Regions from separate parts of the Sus scrofa genome. Here region 1 is linked to region 2. A link is a contact called in public Hi-C data. All regions are on one chromosome and are shown on one strand. The core of a region is the stretch at or near the end of the contact, and the rest is flanking DNA. Distances in the headings are between cores, read along the strand shown. Region 1 has its middle 48 kb from the start of C10H9orf3. Region 2 overlaps C10H9orf3 (aminopeptidase O).

Region 1 (4,732 bases), core at 2,107-4,606, 120 kb after region 2:
GACAGAGAAGGAAAGGAAGCCAAAATAATGAGCATTAAAGGCGTGATGGCTACTGAGTGCTGTTGGAGTCAATTCTACTGGGAACATCTAGAAGAGCATATGGAAACTAGTTCAAAATTATTCTCTCTTTTCCATCCTCTTCCCCCCTCCTCCCCACTGCCCCAGGAACCGGGAAGATGGAGAATTTATCCTTCACTTCCCATCCGTCACTGGCTGAGGGCTGCTCCCTAGGAGAATTCATTTCCTGGCACTTAGGGCCCATCGCTCACAATGAAGAGACATCCCTCAAGTGATAAGGAGCAGGTGCTTACTGCAGGAGGCTGTGAGCACATCCTGGCCCAGCGCTAAGGCCTGCGAGTGGAGCACTGACCACCTTTGCTACAGCCACACTGAGGAACTGAATTTTATTCTGAGGTTACGGATGCTAGAGAGAGTGGGGACTTCAGCTATTTCATGCCTCAGAGCAATGCATTCAGATTTGAATCAGGTCTCAGTCCAATGGGAGGTGAAGGGGGCTGGACTCCCTAGTTGGGAAACTGTGTCTGTAATCCAAGGGAGAAATCAGGAACACACCAACTAGTGCTGTGGTAGCTCAGATGGGGAGAAAGGGATCAATTCAAGATATATTTTTAAAGAGGTAGAACCAACAGGAAATATAAAAGGAAGGTGAGGGAATTCCCATCGTGGCTCAGTGGTTAAGGCATCTGATTAGGAACCATGAGGTTGCGGGTTCGATCCCTAGCCTTGCTCAGTGGGTTAAGGATCCGGTGTTGCCATGAGCTGTGGTGTAGACTGGCAGCTATAGCTCTGATTAGACCCTTAGCCTGGGAACCTCCATATGCTGTGGGAGTGGCCCTAGAAAAGGCAAATAAAATAAAATAAAAAATAAAATAAAATAAAAGGAAGGTAAGGATAAATCTGAAAAACTCCTGGGACCCTAAAGGAATGTTTAACATTTAAAAAAACATTTTTTGGGGGGCGTTCCCGTCATGGTTCAGCGGAAATGATTCTGACTAGTATCTGTAAGGACAAAGGTTCCATCCCTGGCCTCGCTCAGTGGGTTAAGGATCCAGTGTTGCCGTGAGCTGTGGCATAGGTTGCAGTCAATGGCCTGGATCCTGCGTTGCTGTGACTGCGGTATAGGCCGGCAGCTACAACTCCGATTTGACCTCTAGCCTGACAACTCCCGTATGCCTTGGGTGTGGCCCTAAAAAGTAAAAACAAAAGAAAAGCATTTATTTATTGTCTGTTTCCTCCTACTAGAATATGGATGCCACACGGTGGGATTTTTGTCTGTTGTGGTTGCATCTCAGCATCTAAAATAGGACCTGGCACTTTGAAAGACGTCAGCACTTGTTGAACGAATGAGCTATTTGAAACAAAATATTGTTAAAACGGACAATAGGTGCTTCTGTTTTCTAAGGGGCAGGGGTGATGGTGATGATTTGTAGTCCCGGAGAAATAAGATTTCCATATTTCCACTTTTCCTGAAGGTGGCATCTTACTTGGGCAGAGACTAGGGAGCACTTTTAAATAAACAAGGGGAGGCCTGCTGTTAGACAAGGGGTGTAGCAAGAGAAAACAAAGAATGCAGGCATTGTTGTTTTTAAGAAGGAAATAGGAGTTCCCATTGTGGCTCAGTGGGTTAAGAACCTGACGAGTATCCATGAAGATGTAAGTTTGATCCCTGGCCTCATCAGTGGGTTAAGGATCTGACATTGTTGCAAGCTGCTGCATAGGTCACAGATGTGGCTTGGACCCCATGTTACTGTGTCTGTGGTATAAACCTGCACCTGCAGCTCTGATTCAACACCTAGCACAGGAACTTCCATATGCCACAGGTACGACTGTAAAAAATTTATTAGGAGTTCCCGTCGTGACTCAGTGGTTAGTGAATCCAACTAGGAACCATAAGGTTGCGGGTTTGATCCCTGGCCTTGCTCAGTGGGTTAAGGATCTGGGACTGCCATGAGGTGTGGTATAGGTCGCAGACATGGCTCTGATCCCACGTTACTGTGGCTGTGGCACAAGCTGGCAGCTACAGCTCCGATTAGAACCCTAGCCTCTGAACCTCCATGTGCCACGAGTACAGCCCTAGAAAAGACCAAAAAAAAAAAAAAAAGATAAATAATAACATAAATAAATAAATAAAAAGAAGGAAACAGTTCAAAGAGGCCAGCCAGGTACCTTTACTCAGTGAAGTGGAATGGGAAGAAAGGCCAGAGGCTTTTCAGAGCAGGTGAATCTCAGACTCAGTTTTGTTTGTTTATTTTGCTTTTTAGGGCTGCACCAGAGGCATATGGAAGTTCCCAGGCTAGGGGTCAATCCAGAGCTGCAGGTGCTGGCCTATACTACAGCCACAGCAATATGGGATCCTTAACCACTAAGTGAGGCCAGGGATTGAACCGGCAACCTCAGGGATCCTAGTTAGGTTTGTAACCTGCTGAGCCATAATGGTAACTCCTCAGATTCAGTTTTATGGTATGTTTCTGTCAGGGAAACCCGCTCTGTCTCCTCAGAAATATGAGTCGAGGGAGTTCCTGTTGTGGCGCAGCGGAAATGAATCCGACTAGGAACCATGAGGTTTCGGGTTCAATCCCTGGCCTTGCTCAGTGGGTTAAGGATCTGGCGTTGCCGTGAGCTGTGGTGTAGGTCGCAGACGCAGCTTGGATCCTGCATTGCTGTGGCTGTGGTGTAGACCAGCTGCTACAGCTCTGATTTGACCCCTAGCCTGGGAACCTGCATATGCCGTAGGTGCAGCCCCAAAAGACAAAAAGACAAAAAAAAAAAAAAAAAAAAAAAAAAAAAGAAGCATAAGTTGAGTCTGCTACAAGCACAGGCCTCATGCGAAATTTGGGGGAAAGGAGGACAGGGCTGGAGCGGGGACAGCGATCAGGAACCCCAAGAGGATAAAAAATGGGATTCAGAGGAGGCAGAAGAATGGGGCCAGGCATGACCTTGAAAAATGGGGCCCTGAGAATTCGTGGAAAATCTGGGAAATGCTTTGGAGTGGAGACAGGCACACCTCAGAGCAGTGACTTGAATACGGTACATTCAGAGAGCTTCATAATGCATGAAATATTTTCGCAGATGTTACATTATTTGATCTGCACTCTGCCCCACAGAGTTTGGGTCATTTGCCTGAGACCACCTGAGTGTCAGAGCTAGAGCTGAGCTTGAGATCTTTGGACTGGAAGTCAAACACATGATGACATGACTCCTGGCCTTTCCAGATTCAATTTTGAGTTTTCAGCTCCTTGAGAAATTCAAGTGATGCAGGAACTTGACACTTTTGCTGTGGTACAGCCTCGAACTCTGTTCCAGGAGGCTGGCCTGCAGGAGGGAGGCCCTGAGCTGGGGAGTGAGTCTGAACATTCATCCCATCACCACGGCCCACCACAGCTCTGTTGCTCCAGCCTGTGGTACATGGTGGAGGGTTTATATGGCTGGAAGATCTTGGATCTATCCATGGCAGAGGGCAAAAGGCTAAAACTTTTCCAACATGTGTTCAGGAGGGGAACTTAGAGGGTGCTCTTAAAGAAAAAAAAAACAGTTTAATTTGGGAGGGGTCTGTATTTGGGTTTTCCACATGTTAAAAGCACGAATGGAGCATAAATCTAAGTTTGGAAAATTGGGGAAGATATATTTCCACAATATTCTCTCAGTTGTAGCTGTTGCTATGATATCTTACCCAAAGTATCCTGACTCTTTTCCCAAGAGATTGCTCTTCTGGGAAAAAATGCAATGATATTCAAGTTAAAAATGGAGCATGCCACGAATTATTCTGAACTTTGCTTCTTTTGGTGGAGGAAGCAAGACTTTTGTAGTTCTGATTAAGATGGGGGCAAAAATATTTTATGTGGACCCTAACTAAAAAGAAGGAGAAATGCCACTTAAAAATTTCTTTCACACACATACTTATGAATCAGGTTTGTGGAAATGGAAATAAACACAAACACACCTGTTTTTTAATCCAAAAAAGAATCCAAAAATAGAACCCAGGGTGCCAATGACATAAAATTTAATTATTCACTCAGATCCATTACAACCATTTTCTCCTTTCTGTGAATGACGTTAATGTATCCTGAACCCCGAAGGTAAATTTGTAGAAACTTAGCACTAAATCTATTTCTGGTTAGTGAGACTGAGTAAGCCGTTCTTTGCTTTCTTCCTTGTTTTTCATTGCTCGACTTTCAAAATTATGAGTATATAGCATTAAATTTCAGAACAACAAAGCAATTACAAATGAAATTGTTTTTGTTTTCTGTCTGCACCATATGGAAGTTCTCAGGCCGGGGCCTGAACCCAAGCCACAACAGTGGCAATGCTGAGTCCTTAACTGCCAGGTCACCAGGGAACTCCCAAATTAAACAGTTAGCATTTTGTTAAGGTGCAACTGGAAAGGAAGAGTCCCCATGAGTTACAGAATTTGGGACCTATTTCAAAAGGTAGAGCTTGCACCATGCTGGGAGTTGCCAGGGAAGTAAAGACTTTTTTTTTTTTTTTTTTTTTTTGCTTTTTAGGACCACACCTGCAGCATATGCAAGTTCCCAGGCTAGGGGTCAAATTGGAGCTACGGCTGCCCGCCTACACTGCAGCCACAGCAACTCAAGATCTGAACAGAGTCTTCGACCTGCATCACAACTCGCAGCTCACAGCAACGTTGGATACTTAATGCACAGAGTGGGGCCCGGGTTTGAACATGCATCCTCTCAAATACTACTCGGATTTG
Region 2 (4,624 bases), core at 570-3,069:
ATCCAAAAGAGATCGTGATGACTTCCCCGTATGCCAAATATGGTAAGTGCAACGCTAGAATGACAAGCAAGAACTAGTCAAAAGCAAGTTGCGAACAAAAGAATGAACTGACAAAGATTTAGAAAGTGCAGGGCATTATGTGAGACCTTACGAAGGATGTAGCAGAGCAGAGTACTGTCCTCCATCACCAGGGGTTTTCTAATCTAAAGAGAAAAGATGTACTCACTTCTGTACTCCTACCCCTGGAAACACATGTGTGTGTGTGTGTGTGTGTGTGTGTGTGTGTGTGTGTGTGTATTAGCCTGGAATAAAGTTTCCTCGGTTGGAGAAATAAGGAGCTCTCCCTACTTCGCATTCTCTCTTTGTGTAAACAATCATGACCAGTCCTACACGTCTTTTAATTTACCAGGTCCTTACACGTCATTCCTGGTTGCTTGCTGTGGGAGCAGGCTAAATAGTACTGCTTATTTGGAGCCATCAAGAGAGAAGAAAAGTTGGCTTTCAGTGGCACACCAGAGGGTCCAGACCCTGAAATCTTGGCTTTTCTCTAGACTTTCCATACAAAATCAAGACAGAATGTCAGGGAGCTGGTCTATTGGACAGGCTGGAGAGCAGCATTTTGCCCGGGATGAAGTAATGTCTACAGTCTCTTACTTTTGCATAGAAAAACAAAATCAGATCCTAAGCGAGGGCACATACAGCTTTTAACACCTTTCATTTGTTCATATGCTTCTTCTCCAACATTTGGAAGGAGCTTAAATTAGCCAGTCTTATTCATTCACTTGAAGCTTCCTAGGAAAAATATAAGCGGAATGTTCTAATTTTCTAGGAATTAGACTCTAAATTAGACCCTGAAAAAATAAAACAAAATTCAACAACAACAAATTACCAAATGGTGGAACAGGAATGTACTACATCGATTTTTTTTTTCCTTTTAAAAGATACTGAGTTTGGAGAAAAGGCATAAACTCTAATCAGAAGCAAAACTAAAGGAAAGACCCTGAAATCACTTTTGTTACTATCAGTGGTGATCTTAAATGCTTCTTCCATGAATATATTACTTCTGTCTGATTACAGAGAACACATTCATTCAACAAGTAAGTACTGAACACCTATTCTATACGAAACACTGTACTGGGCATTGGGTCTCTGGGCGTAATAGTTTAGCTATATTTTGGCAGGGAATACAGGCTGACAACAAGAGTCAGGCTAACATTTCTGTCTGCCCAAATGACATGATGGTGAGAAAGTTCAATAATAAAGGATAAAGGAGCCAAATAAGTCAATCTAAATCGGTTTTTTTTTTTTTTTTTTTTTTTTTTGCATTTTAGGGGCGTCCATGTGGCGTATGGAAGTTCCCAGGCTAGGAGTCGAATTGGAGCTGCAGCTGCCGGCCTACACCACAGCAACATGGGATCCAAGCCACATCTGTGACCTACACCACAGTAACACGGGATCCAAGCCACATCTGTGACCTACACCACAGCTCATGGAAACCCTGGATCCTTAACCTACTCAGCAAGACCAGGGATGGAACCCCCCCATCCTTATGGTTCCTAGTTGGATTCATTTCTGCTGAGCCACGACGGGAAGTCCGCCCAATCTAAATCTTGACTTAGCCTTGTTGAGAAAAAGGATAGAGGCTTCTCAGCTACTCAGATTTTATGATGGTCATCACACTACAGTCTAAACCATTAGCCTTCGTTTTTAAAAACAGCCAGGAGGAATGATTTCCCTCATGTAGCAAGAACTCAGAGGTCTGTCTTCTGACTTCCATCCCCCGCCCGAGGGTTGCTGTCATTTCTGTCGCTGTTATCTGCCTCATGACATTAGGCTGCTCCCAGGTGCTCTGCTTCTTTCGGGAAATCAGCTGGTGCCTGGCAAATGTACTAATCAGGCTGACGTATCGCTGGGACGGAAACTGTGACTTGTGGGTGGGTTGGGTTTTGCCTCTCATGTTTGCAAGGACAGCTCATGGTTTTAAAGGGCCCTGTGCGCAAGGGAGGGGAGGTCCTAGGAGACCAATCGACCAATCGAGAAAACATGACTCGGAGAGGAAGTAGTAGCAACTTGTATTCACATACCCGTTTTCTCTAAGGAGGGCAAACACATTTGGAGACATTATTCCATCCTCCAAATAGCCATTTTGGGGTCTGGCAAAAAGCACTGTTAGTGCTCTTGCCTGGTGGGCCTCCGATAAGCCCCAGCTGTGGGCTGCAGGAGGAATGCAGTATTAGGCATAAAGTTCTTTCTCCCTGTCTAGCTCAATCCTCCCTCTGTCTGAACTGGTAAAGTCTGCTCTGTGGGATCATATAAGGTGTAAGTTGTATGTAAGCAAATCCTAATTCGCATCTACTTTATTATAACTATACCCTGAATTGGTAATTCTGGAAAAAAAAAAATCCACAGATATACTCTGGGAAGTATGACTATTTTCCATGAAAATGCTAAAGTCAATTCTTGTTTTAATTTTTGATGATAATCTTCAAGTAGCTAGACAGACAAATATTGAAAGGCTCTGAAGTTCCCGGGCTAGGGGTTGAATCGGAGCCGTACCAGCCAGCCTATGCCACAGCATCGCCAGATCCACGCCTCATCTGCAACCTATACCGCAGCAGTGGCAACACCGGATCTTTAACCCACTTGAGCGGGCCAGGAATCCAACTCACATTCTCGTGGATACTAGTCAGGTTCATTACCACTGAGCCACAAGGGCAACGCCTGGAAGATTTTTTTTCTGTAAAGGGCTAGTGAGTAAGTATTTAGGGCTTTGCAGGCCATACAGTCTTTGTTGCAACTGTTCAACTCTGCCATTACAGCACCAAAGCAGCCATAAACAATGGCCATATTCCAATAAAACTTTATTAACAAAAGCAGGCAGTAGGCCGCATGTGGCCAGCAGGCTGGATTATCCACATATGAATGCTGCCAAACAATCTGAGCGTTCACATCTGCAGCAGTGTATATGATTACACAGGGACATGTAGCACTGCTTTAATTATTGAGAGATAATGAGAAAAGAACATAAGAATGATCATTTTGGTGGATAAAGCGTAAATGGTATCATAGCATGCTGTGTAAGCAAAAGCTTTACAGCATATGGAAGAAAAGTGGTGGGGAATAAGATCATCATGCGGCTCAGGGTAGAACAGGCAGAGCAATTTCCAAAGAACCTTCATGGAGCTGTCAACACCACATTCATATTGTAAGGAGCAATTTCAATTCAGCAAAATAAGTCATATGTAAGCATACATTAAATTGAAGTTGTTCGTTTGAATTTTGTGTATTTAATAGTTTGTTCTGCACTTAATTTATACTTTTATTTTGGTGCTATAGATGTGGGACAGTTGTAAGGATACATTTACAGTTTTTAAAATAGCATTCTAATAAATACAACTTAACCCTGGTGAATCATGAGATTTTTTTTCCCTCTGAAAAGAAAAATAATGTTCAGGTTTGAGAAACACTGCCAAGCACAAGCTTTGCCATCTGAACTGCAAGGCCAAAGCATGAATGAAAAAGTACATAGGCTTGCTGAGGCCGAGAGTAGGGAGTGCTACGTTGCATCATGGGAGGTGCAGTTATCATCACAAGTGAAACAGAAATGGAGGCTGGAGGGGTCCAGGTATTAGTTCCTGCTTGAGACTGTAGTGTTTCATTTACTCAATCAATTCAGCATGTCAGGGAAACAAGCAAGGAAGGTAGAAAAAGATTCTGTGTGAGTCCCAAAGAACTTCACTAGACAATTCATAAGACACCAAACCCCAAATAAAAGAGCTTTGTGCACCTCTCAACTGCTGAATAGAGAGGGGATTTCAGGCAGCACACAAATGGGAGGGAAGGGAAATTCACTGGCTTTATCCTGTCTGTTGAAACACACCAGAGAAGAAAGCCGTGAGCATGATGGGGAAAATTACTGCAGAATAAAGGTAAACAAACAAACAAACAAAAACCAAACAAACAAAAAAACCATCGTTCTAAGGACTCAGAGGACGAACAAGCCCCGGAAATGAATTTACTGCAGAAACCAAAACAAGCTTAGAAAACTGCCATTCCCATTATGATACAAGAAGATATAAGTTCTATGAAAAAATGGTAAAAAGCTGTTGAGAGGATAAGCTGAAATAGTGTAACAAAGTGAGATCAAAAGACAACAAAATTCCAAAAAATAGGGAAGGCGTGTTACAATAAAAATCTATAATAGAATTACTAAAGAACAAAATGCCTCTATAGAAAATCAGTGGTTAAAAAAAGTGTAAATAAAAAATGAAAAGGCAAGCCATACAATCTGGGACAATATATTTGTGATACATGTACCTGACCAAAGGCTAGAATCTAGGGTATATAACATATTATTACAATTTAAGAATAAAACAACCAAAAAACTCATATTAAATAAATGGTAAAATGACTTGAAGAGATGCTTTTCAAAGGCAGACTCTCAGCCACTGCTGGTGGACTATAAAATGACTGAATCGCTTTGGAAACAGTTTGCCAGATACAAACTTAAAATACACTTATATGATCCAGCAGTTCTACTCTTAGGTATTCACCTAAGAGAAATTAAAACCTTTGTCTATTTATGAATGTTCATAAAATACTTTTTGTAATGCTCCTGCCTCTG

Evidence for each region. Hi-C and Micro-C count contacts between places; a contact is called where the count stands out from the background.
Region 1: a contact with region 2 is called in a Hi-C map of retroperitoneal adipose tissue, with 1.7 times the contacts expected there. The contact joins two enhancer-like sites. A contact is called at or near these places in 15 of 47 Hi-C or Micro-C datasets (alveolar macrophages, embryonic fibroblasts, epiblast stem cells and 7 more).

Annotation. Positions count from the first base shown.
Region 1 is chr10:27,517,550-27,522,281 of Sscrofa11.1, forward strand. No RefSeq gene overlaps it. Among named protein-coding and RNA genes, the nearest start is that of C10H9orf3, 48 kb to the left of the region's middle. Within about 2 kb of position 3,357, at least 1 of the 83 cell types and tissues checked has an H3K27ac peak or open chromatin away from gene starts, as enhancers often do. A contact at or near this core is called in retroperitoneal adipose tissue, where this site is marked.
Region 2 is chr10:27,398,797-27,403,420 of Sscrofa11.1, forward strand. The region is part of intron 3 of C10H9orf3 (aminopeptidase O); the gene reads right to left. Among named protein-coding and RNA genes, the nearest start is that of C10H9orf3, 71 kb to the right of the region's middle. Within about 2 kb of position 1,820, at least 9 of the 83 cell types and tissues checked have an H3K27ac peak or open chromatin away from gene starts, as enhancers often do. A contact at or near this core is called in retroperitoneal adipose tissue, where this site is marked.